2 separate regions of the Mus musculus genome follow, and region 1 is linked to region 2. Evidence: chromatin contacts called from public HiChIP or PLAC-seq data. All regions are on one chromosome and are shown on one strand. The core of a region is the stretch at or near the end of the contact, and the rest is flanking DNA. Distances in the headings are between cores, read along the strand shown.

Evidence for each region. HiChIP or PLAC-seq counts read pairs in DNA pulled down with a chosen protein or histone mark.
Region 1: a contact with region 2 is called in an H3K4me3 HiChIP or PLAC-seq map of embryonic forebrain, with 8 times the contacts expected there. The contact joins the promoter of Slc12a1 here to the promoter of Shf in region 2. A contact is called at or near these places in 2 of 115 datasets of contacts at active chromatin or transcription factors (embryonic forebrain and embryonic stem cells).

The regions. Positions count from the first base shown.
Region 1 is chr2:125,151,224-125,156,009 of GRCm38.p6, reverse strand. It overlaps Slc12a1 (solute carrier family 12, member 1), which reads right to left and starts at 3,410. Exons shown (of 27, transcript NM_001079690.2): 1 at 3,377-3,410; 2 at 1,689-2,279. The coding sequence starts at 2,081.
Region 2 is chr2:122,367,134-122,371,508 of GRCm38.p6, reverse strand. It overlaps Shf (Src homology 2 domain containing F), which reads left to right and starts at 2,362. Exons shown (of 7, transcript NM_001374011.1): 1 at 2,362-2,862. The coding sequence starts at 2,377.

The DNA.
Region 1 (4,786 bases), core at 2,161-4,660, 2.8 Mb before region 2:
CCACCAATGCAGCACACTGGACAGATGAAGTTTGTGTGTGAGGGTATAAACAAGGAAGGTTTGTGGATGAGGGTACAAGTGCGGACTGAGAGCACAGACTCTTCCTCTGGAAGTCCTAGTAGAGAGCTGGGCCCCCTGCAGCTCAGAGAGTAAATTTTGGAGATGTTTTTCCTCTGGAAGGAAGGTGAGAAGAAACTAAGGGAAGAGCCCATGCCAGAATCATTCCTGGGAGAAGCTGTCCTGAGCCCAGCTGGGGGCGACAGCAGACTGTTTAACTTTGTTTTGCCACCCCCTCCCCCCAATCCCCATGCTCTAAGATCAAGTTTCTCTGTGTAGCCCTGACTGTCCAGGAATCACTCTGTAGACAGGGCTGACCTCGAACTCTGAGATCCTCCAGCCTCTCCCTCTGGAGTGCTAGGATTAAAGGTCTGAGCAACCACACAGCCTGCTATTTATTTATTTAACTTTTAAAAACTAGAATGGATAAATGAATAAATGAGTGCTTACAAAATAAGCTGTGCATTCTTCATTCTCCTAAAAGCTCAGCTGTAAGTAAATACACATTTGAAACTATTACTCAATTATCTTCCCAGAGAGCAACCATGTTCCACAAAGTGATATCCAGGGCTGGGGAGATGGCTCAGTGGGTAAAGCATTTGCTGGTAGGTGTGAGGGCCAGAGTTTGTGTGCAGGGTCTCCTGCTCTCACACAAAGAGGCTGACAATGGTGTCCCACCTGTGCTTTCAGTACTGAGGAAATGGAGACATGAGGTCTCCAGAGGAGGCTGGCTAGCTACACTAACAGAATCGGCAAGCTTGGGATTCAAGTAAGAGAGCCTGCCTCAGTGCACAAGGTGAAGAAACTAAGGAATCTGCCCAGCATCGACCTCTGCACACACCTGCAAATGCACAGGCATGCACGTGCATGCACAACCATGCGCATGCAAATAGGCACACATGCACAGCACCACACGCAGAGACATACAAAAGGGAAGGTTATTCATTACGAGCTGTCAGAAAGGCAGGATCTGTCAGTGTATCTCCGAGGAAATCTCAGAAGAAATCTAAGCGTCTAAATGAGGTATAGATTAGAGTCTTTCGGAGACTTTGGAACCCTTTTACGTTCTTTAAACAGGAAGTTTGGCCACTTCTGTGCTCCTGGGCTTAAATTTAGAAGAGCCAGGAGCCTCAGGCAAAGGTGTGAAGAGGAGGGACGCAAGGGCTGAATCTTATGCAATTCGAATCTTTCTTTTTAAAATAGAAAAACTAGTCATAACTCTGCTCTACTCTCCAGAGTAGCTGTGTCTTAAGGCCACAATGTGGCTGGACTACAGGCTGGCCCCCACAATAGGAACTATGAAAGCACAATGGTTTGTTTAAGGATTGCTGTGGAATCTTTAACACTAAACTGGAAACGGCGTAGGATTCAGTGTGGCGCAGTCAGCCCAGTGGGACTTGAGTGTCCTTACTGCAAACACCATAGCATACATTGCCTAACTTCCCGAGTTCACTCTGCACTTCTTTCCCAAGTCAGTAAACATTTGCAAAGCACCTGTACAGTTTCTGTTTCTTGGGACCCAGAGACAGCCGCATAAGGAGGCTAGATGGCGTGGACTAGTTCTCTTTGTTTGCCCACCACTTATGATGCAGTGTTTTCACCCCGAGGGAACAGCACGGAAGGATGCTTACCTTAGCCAGCTGCTCGTGGATCTCCAGCAGGCTGGGCCGGTTGACCTTGGGCCCGCTCACGCTGCCTGTGTTGCGGTAGTATTCAATCTTGGGGACGGCGTCCATGGTTTGTAGGTAGTATGTGTTTGTGTGAGAGTCGTAGGCGTGAAACGTGGTGTCTGTTTTGGCAGTCTCTCCAGTTTGGAGAAAATTGTCATAGCACTCCTGATTCCCAGGCCTAAAGCTGATTCTCAGTCTGTTTTGGGCTTCGTCCCCGAAAGAGGTCTCTTCATAATGTGGGGGGTCTGCACTGTCGCCCACGGCTGCCGCACTGCCATGGCCCTCGTTTATAACATGGACCTGAAAGCGACTGGCACTACTGGGCACTGAGTTGGAAGGGATGCTGACCGACATCTTCCAAAATCTACTGTGGAACTACCTATTTTATAGTGGTTGTTGTTTTAATCTACGTATTTCTGCTTTAAAATAGACAATAGTGTGGTTATAATACGGAGCGCTTGGCTTCGGTTTTAGATGACCCGATAGCTAGATCCCTGATGTATTGTTGATATGTGGTCTCCCATGCAAACTTCAGAATGGTCCTCAAGGCTGCTATTAAGAAAGAAAGTTATATTTGTTCCAGGCAATTGCAAACATATTTAAGAAGGGCTGTGGCTGGAGCTACAGTTTTCCTTCATAAGATGTCCAATTTTATGTTTGTTTCACTAAAAATTTCTCGTCTTCAAACCCTTGCTACCTGAGCAAGGAAACGGGACTGGGTTCTGCAAACAGAAATTCCAGGGAAGTCACTAGCATGTGACTGTTGGTCATGTTTGCTTGGAAGTCACCAGGACATTTAGAAAGCATGTTAGTAGTCAAGGACAGTAAGAGAGTTCACGGAGGGTCTAAATGCCAGCATTGCAAAGCATTTTACACTAATGACATTATCCTCCATTGTCTGATACACAAAAACCTTGAAAAGTATATTTTGCTAGTTCTTAAAAAAATCTACATATCATTAATGATAAATTTGACCCAGAAAAACTTTCACCTGTGTAACATGTAAAAAGGTATATTTTAGAATATGAAATTAAAACAAACAAACAAACACCAAAAAACAAAGACTAAGTCTCTTAAGATGATGTTCTGTGAATTAAAAAAAAAATTTAGTAGCCTCTGAAACATTTCATTTGCTCACATATTTGTGGTTTTTCATAATGCTATTATGGAAACCTTAAAAAAATGAGTGTTTGGGATACAAAAAGCAGCCACAGCTCTCAGTAAAGGCTTATGTTCTGCTGGCTCCTCTTAATGCAATGTTTCAGGAGTTCAATAAACCACCTGGTAATTTTCACAATTCTACAGTAAGCGCCAACCTTAAATACTGTCTTTGGGGTAATATTTCTTTGTAAATACCTTACAAGTTGATTTTTTTTTCCAAAGAAAACTAGAAAACGAGAACAATATTAACAAAAGCTTGGCTCTTGCACAGTTATTTAACGCATTTCTTTGGATAAAACAAACAAACAAATACACATAATTTAAACTCTTAAATAATCTTTCCTGGTGAAGTTATCCATGCAGCCCACATCTCTTAGCTTTTTAGAACATTTAAGTTCTCACAGTCCCTGGCGTCTTCAGTCCAGCCCTCAGGCTCTGTGTTTCCACATGATATGAAGTTGAGGCTTCTGCCCAGCCCAGACACTTACCGCCCCATCCAGCAGCCTTCTTCTGAGCAACAGTAACCCACATTAGCGTCGCACACGCATATATGGGGCCTTAGAGTTTAAGCTACAACCTTAGGCTTCTGCTCATTGGTTAAAAACTTTCTTGAAAGCGATGACTTTTCAGTCATTGGCCTGGAATAGTGGGAAAAGCCCCACACCAGTCATTAGCCCTGAGGAACCAACTGTAAGTACCACATCAACTAGTAACTAGTAGTAAATCATTAATCCTTTTAGGCAGTAAACAAAATAAAGTTTCTTTAATTTACAGATTGCACAACAACAAATCCTTCAAAAAATATTGCTTCAGTTGTTTGGGACTAGATAAATTTAGTTCTATGGTCTGCCATTCTGTCTCTGTCTCTATTTCTGTTTCTCTCTCTCTCTCTCTCTCTCTCTCTCTCTCTCTCTCTCTCTCTCTCTCTCAGTAAGAATCGAACCCAGGGCCTCACATATTCTAAGTAAGCGCTCTACCCCTGAGCTCCCCAGCCCATCTCTAACTGTCTTGCCTTGCTAATTGCCTGTGCTGGCCTGAGCTCACTCTGTACCCCTGGAGTCTCACCATCCTCCTGACCTCAGCCTCCCAAGGAGCTGGAAGCAGCCTCTGCCACCAGGCCTAGCTTATCACCTTGTTTTTGATGAGACCCAGTGACCTCATATTGCTCAGCATAGGAACCAAAATACCAAGAGATGGTCTCAATATTTTGTGGTTAGGAAATGTTACCTGAAATTATTTGACCTTACTTACCTTGCCTCCTCTCTGCATAGGAAGTGAGCAGACTGAGGGTAGAATTAGTGAAGTATTAAAAAGATTTCTGCTGAGTGTGAAAACCGCTTTAAGCTGCTCGAGTCAAACCGGGCACACTTCCCAGTGGTACTACTAAATGGCTTTTCTGTCTCCTCGCGGAGGAGCCATTTTTATCACGTCTAGTTTCTGAGTTTTGCTCAGAAGACGGTACGGCTCCAACCTGTGAGCTGGTGATTAAGACGGCACACGCAATTCCTCCTTGCAGGCTCTGTCATTGGTTTTCAATCAGGATGATCGAATGAGTCCTCTTTGGATCTAATAAGAAGCTATTCAAGTGATTTCCAGTTGCCCGGGTGGCTCTGCTGTGGTGTGACGTAGTGATTAAGTGTGAGCTGTGAGTGAAAAATTCTCCATTTCAGTTCTGGCCCTGCCACTTCCTGCCTGGGGAAATTCAGGAGACTCGTTCACCGTGTATGCTTCAATGTCCTCGTAGGCACACAATATGCAGACACTAACAGCATGTGGCCTGCTGAGTTACCGTGAGGCTTACACGAGCTCATTTATGTCTGTTTCTAAATAGCGCCGGTTTGAGCACAGTGCTTGCTTGGACTATTTTAGCAGGATTTATTATCTATTTGTAACTTTGT
Region 2 (4,375 bases), core at 1,113-3,612:
CACTTGGAGACGTCCTGCTTCTTCAGCACTTTAAAGCCTACACTCACGCTTTTGGGTGTATCTTTTCTACTGGAAGCTTCTTTTTCTCTCAGCATTTATCTTTAAGCCTATATTAAAATAACTTTTAAAACTATTTATTTTTATGTGTGCAGGTATTTTTGCCTCTGTGTGTGTGTGCGTGTGTGTGTGCATACGTGTGCATGCACATATACACAAGATTCCACAGAAGCTAGAAGGTATAGGAGCTCCTGGAGCTGGACTTGCCTGCCGTGGGTGCTAGGACCAAAGTCAGTCCTCTGGAAGAGCATTTAAGTGCTCTTAAGTCATCTCTTCAGCTCCCACTTTTTTGGTTTCTGAGAGACACTCCCAAGATGAATTGGAATTCATTAAGGGACTCCTGCTATAGCCTCTGAGAGCTAGATTATAGGCATATCCACTGCATTTAGTGTTTTGTCTCCTGCCTCTGCCTTCAAAATGCTAGGATTGAAGTGGTGTACCACCAGGCTCAGCAATTGCAGGTTTGTTTTTGTTTTGTGAGACAAAAATTCAGGCAGCCCAGGCTGGCCTCAAACTCAACAAGACATTGTCCTTGAACTCCTGATCCTGTGGCTTCAACTTCCCAATTACTAGGATTATGGGTGTATATCATGTGTCAGTCACTGCTTTATTGCTATAAGGAGACATCAAGACCAAGGCAACTTATAGAAGGAAAGAATTCAATGTCGGACTTGCTTATAGTTTCAGAGGGTTAGTCCATTACCTTCATGGCAGAGAGCAGGGTGGCAGGCGGGCGGGCAGGCAGGCATGTTGCTGGAAAAATAAGTAGCTCAGAGCTTTACATCACGATCCACAAGCATCAAGTAGAGAGGAGGTGGGTGGAGACTAGGCCTGTAATGGGCTTTTGAAACCTCAAAGACCACCCTCGGTGACTCCAACAAAGCCACACTTCCTCCAACCAGGCTACACCTCTCAATCCTTAACAAACGTATGGGGACCATTCTCATTCAAACCACCACCACCACCACCATCACCACCACCAGAATCACTTTATATTTTTTAAGCAAATACCAGTAGTGTGGTGGCGCACACCTGCAACCTCAGAACTTGCCTTGGGAAAGCTTGAGCAACAGGATTGCCATGAGTCTGAGCGGAGGCCTGACTGCAAGGTGACTACAGAGCAAGGGCTGTGCTCAGATCGCTCATCACCCTTAATTTGCATGACAACAACCCCTATCACCCTTTCTAAGATAGGACAAGGGCGTGGTCTTGGCCCAGGAGTTGGCAGTCCATTGCCTTTCCCATCCCCTCCCATTGGGTGAGTGAGGAGACCTTCTCCTGTGGGTTAGCTACAATATCCTCAGGAACCTGTCATCTCTATGCTCACCGTTGCATCAGTAGTTAGTATTTTAAACTGTATATTCTGGAATGTAAACCTCTTAGTTTCTCTATTATACCCCATGAAGTGAGGGGAGAAGGAGGGGAGAGGGAGGGGAGGAGGGAGGGGGAGGAAGGGGGAGGAGGGAGAGGGAGAGATGCTGGCCTTCAGGGCTACAATACTTCTGGTGAACCTGCTTCCTTTCTAAGACAAAATTCCAGGCTCTTAGGCATCATCATCGGAGCCCTGAGAAGGTAAGGGGCTGGTGATTGACAACATTAGACCTGTTTCTCGCTTGATTTATTGATCTGTCTGTTTCTATTCTGTCACAGACAGATTGACAAACCCAGGGTGGAGCTTGAGGGATTTCCACAAGAAAGCAGGGCAGCTGTGAGGGCTGCGTGGGCCTGCTGGGGGCCGGTGTAAGCGTGGATGGGGATTGTTTGTGCGAGGGTTGTAAGCATTTGAAGCTGGCGGTTGGGTGTGGAAACATCGGAGCAATGGGTGTCTCTGGAGAACTGATTGCATGCCACGTGAGAAGTTTGCCTGGATAGAAAGGCAACCTAGGTTTGGGTGTGAGTTAAGGGATAGGAAGAGGTAGGCGGTACTCCCAAGGTGAGGGCAGTAATAGGCGCATCTGAAGAGCAGCGTCTTCGAAAATGTTTGGGTCTTTGGGTTTGGGGGAAAGGAATCAGGATGAGCAGGATGTGCCTGGGGACTCATCTTCCCGCGTCTGACACAAACTGGGAGGTGCAAAGAGCAGATGGGACTAGAGAGCGCCCCACAGGAGCACGGGTAACGACATGTGGAGGACTCACCCTCGGCGCAGTTGCTTCCCGCATCCCATCTACTCCTCTCAGAGTCCTCGGGTCCCCGTTAGGCAGCGGGCTCCTCCCCTCGTGTCACTGACGACGAGCCCCGCCCCTCCCGCCGGCGCAGCTCCGCCCCCTCTCGCCCCGCCCCCGCCGCCCGCGGTCTGCTCGCTCAGTTGGGAGGGCCCCATGCTACTGAGCGGAGCTCCTCCTACGGGCTCCGGCCCGGGGCCGAGGGCGCAGGGCAGCGCGGGGGGCGGCCCTGGGGGATCCCGCCGCGGGGCTGGGGGTGCGGGGACCGGCCCGGGAGGGGGCGGCAGCGGTGGAGTCGCAAAGTGGCTGCGGGAGCACCTGGGCTTTCGCGGGGGCGGCGGTGGAGGGGGCGCCAAACCCGCCCCCCCAGAGCCCGACTACCGCCCCCCAGCTCCCTGCCCGGCCGCGCCCCCTGCGCCGCCCCCGGACATCCTGGCCGCCTACCGGCTGCAGCGAGACCGCGACTTCGAGGACCCCTACTCCGGGGGCCCGTCCGCGTCCGCCGCCCTTTCCACCCCTGCGGTCCCTGGCCCCACTCCGCCCCCGCGCCACGGCTCACCCCCGCACCGCCTCATTCGGGTCGAGACCCCCGGCCCCCCAGCACCCCCTCCGGACTCCGGACCCCCTGCCAGCAGCGACAGGGTGAGTGCTGCGCCGGGCGTGGGTGTCCAGGAGGGGTGGTGGTCTGAGGTCTGGAGATTTAGGGAGGGACAAAGGTGGCTTGGCTGGGACTCAGCCTTTCGCAGTCAGTATTTCTAGTTGACATAAGCTTAGTCCCTGACACGGGGGCTCAAATTTTAACCCCTTTGTTAGCTTCTCCACCGACTAATCTGAGTCCCCAAACTCTGCCCTGTTTCCTGTTAGGGCCCGAGGACTAGGGACGACCTCCCTCAATGGCTCTGTCCTCAGCTTTGCAACCCGTCCAACCCTGATCCTGGAACCTTTTTTCTAACGGGCATGGAGAAGCACCCCTCCCTTCCCTTTGCCGGTTTATGGCCTTTGTGCCCTCTCCGGAGCAGCAGCTCCTCTGCCCTTTGATCTCTTGACTCTTCCCTCCACAAAGCTTTTCTCTCCCCCTCCTCTTCCCCTTCTCCTTCCTCCCACCTCCCACCCGGTCCTGGAGTCCAGGCATCTTTGCAGGTCTGAAGCCCAGAAAGGGGCTGAAAACTAAGATTCTTCCGTGAACACAGCGAGCGCTGGCCTTTGCCTTTCCCAGTGGGATTAGGGGGGGGGGGGGACTGTTGTACTCCGGATGCCAAGATGGGCAATGTCCAGCTCTTCCTGAAGAAATTCACCCCTGGGGTACAGGCGCACTCCTTCCAGTGTTCCCCCAAGTATGAGGACACTCGGTGGTCAGGACCTGTTGCCCAGTTAAGGCCGAGTGATGGGGTTCATTCATTATCTCCTCTCTCTAGGCTTTCCTCTTTCTCAGTCCATTCTGAGAGAGACTGGATCTGCAGGCCCTGGAGGAAGACTCCCAATAGTTTGTCTCTCAGGACATCTACCTTCCTTCTTAATTCCAGTTTTATCCTGTCCTGGATGATAAACAGCTGAAAGCCATCCTTAGTCTCCCTGAATGGGAGGTAGGAGCTACCCCAGCTCTGTTGCCTTCCTCATGTCTGAGAACTCATTCCTCCAGGGCTTGCTCATCTCTCCTCAGTAGAGATCTTTATCTGATTAGAGAGCAGTTAATGTCTGAATCCTCAGGTTTCAGAATTGGGCTTTTTCCGCCAAAAGATTGCTGTCCTGGTAGGCTTGCTGGATAAGAGGTGTGTTGGGGTCAGAACAAGAGCCCCAGATGTGTGAATCATTTCCCCCATGGTTCTTGCCATAGAGCATGGCTGACCATGCCGGCTCATCATGCTTAAGCTGAAGAGGGAGGTCCAAGGGCACTTCTCCCAGGCTGCCTGCAGTCTCCTTCCTAATTGCCCTGGTGTTATGGTGAGACGGTGGTATGGCCCTGTCCTCCCCGTGGACCAGTCTCCTCCTCCCTGGCCACTGGCTGTTGGCCCATGGTCTAAGCTGTCCTTGGCTATTTTCCTTCCTGTAGTGGCTTAGAATGACCTAACAGGCTGCCCACCACACTGTGGGCTCCTCCAGGAAAACATCCTTTTTTTTTTTTTTTTTTTTGGTCAGTTCTCTGTCTCCAAAGTGT